Regions from separate parts of the Mus musculus genome. Here region 1 is linked to region 2. Evidence: chromatin contacts called from public Hi-C data. All regions are on one chromosome and are shown on one strand. The core of a region is the stretch at or near the end of the contact, and the rest is flanking DNA. Distances in the headings are between cores, read along the strand shown. Region 1 has its middle 160 kb from the start of Gm30337. Region 2 has its middle 30 kb from the start of Gm30219.

Region 1 (3,315 bases), core at 138-2,637, 270 kb before region 2:
GGTTTAAGCAAACCGTATCAGATTTAGCTGAGTACTACAGTATTATATATGTCTATCAGCATAGTTGTATATAGACCATCCCAAATTATCCTGTCTTGATGCTTGCAAGTTATTGAAAGGGATATTGGAGCCTCTTTGAGTTCTAGGAATTTCTGTAAGAAAAAAATTAATATTTTAATTTATCATAAATAGTGAAAAATATTGTTTTTAATTAAGGGAGAAAAACCAAACCCATCCACTATATGTCTGTGTATTGTTTTTCTGCCAAAACTATTGAGATTAATAATTTCTAAGATGCTTCTAGAGATGGCATCCTATAGTCTCTTGCTCTTATAAAATTGGTGCTGCTCGAAGACAAAAGGAATTTCAGAGTGGAGACTAGCGTACAAAGGGTTAAGTGGGAGGGTAGCTATGCTGCCATTTTAGGAGACCATTTAAACCAACTAAGTACACTGACTACTGCTATTGTTTATTTTCTTTCTAGTCTAGGGATTTTTTTCCCCCTTTTTAATCTGCCAGAAGGGAACCTTCAGGATTTGAGCCTGAACGTTGTTCCTCAGACTTGAATTTATTTTTTAATTACGGTTAAAATAAAAATAAATGTTCGCTCTTTTGGAGACATGCAAGTTTGGGGAGATAAAAAAAGCAAGAGAGAGAGAGAGAGAGAGACTTCCTCATCTGAAAAGATTTAATGCTAATCTGTGCTGTAAAAGAGAGTTTTGAAAAATATAAAACAAAAAGCTTTCAATGTGGTCAAAGACCAATGTAAAGTGATATATTTCAGACCGGAGGGATGGTGTAACTTATCCCTGTCACAGTTGCCTGTTTATTGTGTTTGTCTGGTTGGCCTGGCAACCAGCTCATAGCTTTGCACTCATTTTATAATGTTCCTGTAAATGTTAGGTAGGTCTGGATTTATTATACACTGTCAACACCTAAAATGGAACCCACTGCTTAACGCAGTTCATTTGGCTTCATGCCCCTGCCTCTTAAAAAAAAAAAAAAGTGTGTGTGTGTGTGTGTGTGTGTGTGTGTGTGTGTATGTCTGTTAAGGAAAAAAAAATCCTGTAGTGAATCCAAAAGAAACGTAACCTAGACAAAACTAGTAGTTGGGTGGTACAGGCAATGTCAAAGGATCATTTGAGTTCTGTAGTGAGCTGTTGTGTTGTTGGGTGGGAACTTGTGACTCACAGTATTTGTGACTTGGATTTAGAGGGACAGAGTACCAAGAACCATATTTATTGCTGAATTTATCATCCCCAAAGAAACCAGATGGCAATCAGCGTTGTTCAGAAAGGCTGCGGAGCCACCAGGGAATGAATCATAAGGCTATTAGAAGCTGGATGGATTTTTCTCCTTCTTATTAACAGGCTTATTTCATCCGCCTACTGTATGACCAAGCAAGTTTGATGGAGTCCCAAAAGATAGCAACCCAGAGATGTTATTCAGAGAGACTACTGAGATAGCTGAAGCATTAAGAGGAAATGGATTCAGAGTGCCAAAGTGCTTCAGAAATATTAAAGGGAAATGTGAGACGCTGGTCATAACCAGTGCATGGGAAGTCAGCAAAGCAATAATGACAATAGCAGACGGGTCCCTCTGCTGCCTGGTGCTCTGTCAGTCACACTCTAAGCCTGTTCGGCCAAAACCCTGCTGGAGGCATAAATGACGATCAGTCAGGATGCTCCTTTGTCTAGCCCGCTGGTCAGAATCAGTGAAAGAGTCATTAAGTCCTGCTCTCTATTAACTATGTCAGATGAGCAAGGTCATCCTTCTGACAGGTCACTGTGTATCACAAACCTGATGATTGAGTGACTCGGAAAAAAATAAAATGGTTTTCAGAAACTGTGGCATCCACTTCTAAGCTCTGCTTAAACCAATGTTCTAGCTTCTTCCTTAGTTGTTTATCTTTGCAGTATTAAAAAGAAACTGAAACCCAGGGAAAAGATTCTAATGAGATAAGGCACTATCAGCATGACGTTTGGAAGTGAAGCTTCTGTGTGTTCAGTGTCATGACTTAAATAATTACTATAATCATAGAGATTATACATTATGTCATGGTGGTGAACTTGTAAATAGATCATACTACCAAATCTTAATCCCTTTAGATCCAACTTGCATTTCATGGAATTAATCACTAAAGGCAATCATACATGCAAGGGATTTTGCTATGTATTTTTTATATGTTTTGTAAGGTTTCCAGCATGTATCATCAATATATATATATATATATATATATATATATATATATATACATACACACACACAAACACACACACACACACACACACACACACACACACACATATATATATATATATATATATATATATATATATATTAGTAATGCCGGTTGATATGGAAGTTGACATGAAAGCAGGGGATTTGACTGTGGAAATAAAGAAGTGTTTCTCGTGTCACGGGAATGCTAGCACACAGAAGGGTCCTATCAACAACAATAGAATGAATGAGCACCTAAAGTAAACTTCAGCAGAATAACAACTTATAAATAGGTGATCGTCATTACACAACAGTTAGTTTCCATCCATGCCAATTCAATCACATCAATTTCCACATTAAAATCGAAATGCCTCTTTGTGTTCCTGCACATTGACCTCTGACACTTCCCTTCCATGTTTCCCACTGTTGGGTTGGTCTTATTCCATTCTCCATCTGCCTGGAGCTCTGTATTGCTCAATGTCTCCATCTCCTCAGGTTGCTCTGTATCCACACCCACATCATCTGTCCAAGGAAGCCCACTACTGACCCTCAGTTGCTGAAGTGCAACTCCCTCTATCCATTCCTCTACCTCTTTTTCATCCTCCTTTTCATTCACATCGGTATCTTTTAGCACCCCATTTAACCGTTATTATAATGTATTGCCCGTTTCCTCTCTGTTACTGCTTCAGGGTTCTGTTTTCAACTTCTGGAATAGTACCTAGTGTCCAATAAGTAATTAAAGATAATTTTTATAATTGTGCATGCGTGTGTGTGTGTGTGTGTGTGTTTGCATGTTTGCCAGTGTGTATGTATCAGGACCATATAAATACAGGAGAGGGAAAGAGGGAGTTTGATCTGTTGGAAGTGGAGTTACCAGCAGTTGGGAGCTGACTGATGTAAGTGGTAGGAACCAAATCCTGGTTGTCAGCAAGAGCAGCAAGTGCTCTTAACCACTGAACCATCTCTGCCGTACTGTGTGTTAGTGTGTGTGTGTGTGTGTGTGTGTGTGTGTGTGTGTGTGTCTATGTCTGTGTGTCTGTGTGTGTGTTCTTTAAAACATGCTACAAGCATTCATAGTATAGGACAAAACAGTAT
Region 2 (3,603 bases), core at 1,089-3,588:
TATAATAATACTAAGGGAGACTGTTAAAACTTGAGAAGACAGATTCTATGTGGCAAAGAGAATCACTGTGGGTAGCCCCTCAAGATTATCCTGGATTGTGGTTCCTACTGGGCTTTCTTCTTTTCCCCACCATGGACAGAATTTTCTCTACACCATGCAGTCAATTCCATGATCTGAGCACTCTGCCATTCCTTCTTCAACCTAATAAAATCATGAGTCACAACACACCTCTCCTCTCCTCCTTTAAATGATACCACCAATGCTGTCTGGATGCTGCCAGTCCATAATACTTCACCCAACACAATGGTCAAAACCCCATGAGAATCTGTGTTGGAGAATCAAAACAGGATGATGTCATTGATGTAATATATCAAGTCATGGAGAAGCTGCAGTCAATGATGCTTAGAAAAAAATATATAACCCACCAGCAATAGCTTTCTTTGTACTCAGGATGTCCTGGTGAACAACAATGAAAGAGCCATTGGTAATCAACTTTCACACAAATTATGAAATCAGATATAATTTTTGGCACCAATAGTAAAGAAATGTTTGACTTCTTTATAATGTAATAGGTGTGATGTGAGATTGTTCTAACATACATCTTGGTGGTTAGCCTGTGTGAAAGTATTTATGGAAGTTTCTAGAATTGTAACTATTTTTTTCTTCACTAAGATAATACACTAACACCAATATTTGATATCTGCTTCAGCCAAAGATATAGAAAAAGTAGAAAAGGTTTCACACCCATGCTGGCTATAAAATTAATGAATTAATTCAAGAATAAGAATGAAAGCCATGCATTTTTCTGAGGGTAATGGAAATAAGAACAAAAGTAAAAAATGAGTAACTATGAAATCGTGGACGGGGAAGTCCCTCCAAGGAAGGAAGGCAATTGAACTGACACCCTGTGTCAGAGTACTGAGAGAACATTGGCCACTTGACACTTCAGCAACAGCATTAAACACAGGGTGAGTAGCTCTTATGTTAGAGGCTTAGGGAGAAATGGCTCAGAATCCAAGTTATTTTAGATTTTGAGATAGTAAGTGTATGCATATTGAAATTCAAGATTTAACAAATAATTCGGTAGGTTAAATACATATTATGCATATAGTAAAATACATGAATATATTATATGAAATTCTTAATGAATTATTACAAAATATTTTATTACATAAAAAATATGCATCTTGAAGCCTGGAGAGGTGGCTCAGCCGCTGACAGATGTCTGCTTGCTCTGGCAGATGACCTGAGCAGGTGCCCAGCACTGACTTCAGGTGGCTCACATTTCCCTGTAACTCCAGTTCTAGGGATCTCTGGACTTCCGGAATACCAGCACTCACTTGCACAACACTAACAAACATGTGTGCACTCTTATAAATAAAAACAGCATAACCGAAATAAAATAAATATCTTTGTAAATATTGTCTTCAAAATACACAGACAGAAGACAAAGATGGAGAGAGAGAGAGAGAGAGAGAGAGAGAGAGAGAGAGAGAGAGAGAGAGAGAGAGAGAGTCTCAATTCTAGTTGAAGAAGTTAGCATTTTTCTTTCAGAACTCAAGAAGACCTGAGCAGGGCTATCACCCACTTAGCCTAATTACAATGCAAAGAACTCTCTGTGCAACTGCATAGAAAACTTCCACCTGTATTTGCATAATTCAGATGAGGACACATCTACCATCAAATTAATAAATAGTGACAGGGACTTAAAAGTAATGGTGAGGGGTTAAGAGTGCTTATTGCTTTTGCAGAAGACCCTAGTTTGATTCTTTACACCTACACAGAGGCTGGCAACCACCTGTAACTTTAGTTCCAGGGGATCTAATGCCTTCTTCTGGCCTTCAAGGGCATTGTACATATGTCCCCTCTCTTACACACACACACACACACACACACACACACACACACACACACACACACACACACACACACAAAGAGAGAGAGAAAGAGAGACACAGAGAGAGACAGAGAGACTGAGAGAGAGACAGAGAGAGAGAGAGACAGAGAGACTGAGAGACAGAGAGACAGAGAGAGAGAAGTAAAAATAAATCTTTATAAAATACAGTGAGAGAATTCCAAGCATCTGTATATGTCTGTTCAGGTTGACTCTGGTCGTTCTTGAGACTGTCCTGTAAGCCTCTGTCTCTGTCTGCCAGACAACATCTGTGCTACCACCAGGGAAGCTGTGGCAACTCTTAGCAGTTCCTACAGATGAGAAAGAACATGAATCCCAAAGGAGCTGAGATAACTATGTAGCAACCATTGTTGATATAAAATATCAGATTCCAAACCTCATGATACTGTTATGAGGAATGTGTATGCATCACCACAGACACCAGCTCAGGCTAGGATACGTGCTTTTCTCTTTTGCTGCCATGTTCTTCCCCTATGCACAGACCCACAAGCTATTACAAATCTCCAACAAAAACACGTAATTGTGCCAACAAGATGTCTCACATGCACGTCTGGCAGGCTGAGCTTGAATTTCACAACCACATGAAGGTAGAAGCAGCAAACTGACCCCCACAAGGTTGTCCTGTGACCTCTACATGTATACTGGTGTACAACATATATGCATGCTCACACACACACACACACACACACACACACACACACTGATAATACATACAATTTTAAAACTACAGTTAAGTCATTTCCTCAAACCGTGCTTCTTGGGATAACTAGGGATTAAAAGCATATTTTCCTTTTGATCGCCAGCTTTATATTGTTTGTTACTATTATGGAGGATGATTTTGAGAGACAATCATTTCCTTGTAAGAGAAAACTCATTTCATAATAATTGCATGTGAGAGTCACTGGAGAAAGCCAGGAGAAGTGTAATTTTTTTATGACCTCCCAAAGTCATGCCACAGTCTAGAATGGCAGGCTTGCTCATTAAGTTCAGAGATCAGTTCATAATTCCCTAACACACAATGTTTCCTCTCCACTCTGAATAATCAGGAAGGCACACCCTTGTTTGCCGTTTAGATCTTATCTTTCCCTCTGTGGCTTACTTAGTCTTTTTGTGACATAAAACTTGGGTGCCTGGGCTCAGCCCTACATTTCATACCCTGCTTATCAGACACAGGCAAGCGCTGCTGTGAGGGATTTTGTTCTGTAAACTTCAGTCTGTTTGTGGGTTATCGAGCTTAGCAGAGTTTGGCTAGGTGGAAATAGTTAAATTAGCAGGCATTAGCCGGAGTCTACTGTTTTTCTGTTCCCCAGTAATTGTTCCTATGCTTGCTCTAGGCACTTTAGAAAACAAATTCTCTAAAGTTGTTTCAAAAATAAACAATGACGCACATATATACATACAAATATATATATGTATGTATACATATGTATTCCTCTGACATACAAACATAAATGGCTATTAAGCAGATTCCACAGACCTTTGTGTTAGGTAAAGGGTTCATCTGCATCTTAGAGTTTGGCAGCTACCATAATGTTTCCTTTGAACTATTGTAACATTTATATTCTTACCAAACTTCAGGAAACAGTTCACTGTCGCTATGCCCTGTCTTTCATGTGTGACAACAGAGCCTCTAGTATCAAAGGCCAAATTTAATCTGCAGTAAAAATCCTATCTTTACTGAAGATTTG

Evidence for each region. A called contact is a pair of places that touch in the nucleus more often than the background predicts.
Region 1: a Hi-C map of adipose-derived mesenchymal stem cells shows a contact between it and region 2, with 1.9 times the contacts expected there. The contact joins two enhancer-like sites. A contact is called at or near these places in 2 of 484 Hi-C or Micro-C datasets (the C2C12 cell line and adipose-derived mesenchymal stem cells) and 1 of 115 datasets of contacts at active chromatin or transcription factors (fibro-adipogenic progenitors).

The regions. Positions count from the first base shown.
Region 1 is chr11:111,959,578-111,962,892 of GRCm38.p6, reverse strand. No RefSeq gene overlaps it. Among named protein-coding and RNA genes, the nearest start is that of Gm30337, 160 kb to the right of the region's middle. Within about 2 kb of position 1,387, at least 38 of the 459 cell types and tissues checked have an H3K27ac peak or open chromatin away from gene starts, as enhancers often do. A contact at or near this core is called in the C2C12 cell line and adipose-derived mesenchymal stem cells, where this site is marked.
Region 2 is chr11:111,687,361-111,690,963 of GRCm38.p6, reverse strand. No RefSeq gene overlaps it. Among named protein-coding and RNA genes, the nearest start is that of Gm30219, 30 kb to the right of the region's middle. Within about 2 kb of position 2,338, at least 58 of the 459 cell types and tissues checked have an H3K27ac peak or open chromatin away from gene starts, as enhancers often do. A contact at or near this core is called in the C2C12 cell line and adipose-derived mesenchymal stem cells, where this site is marked.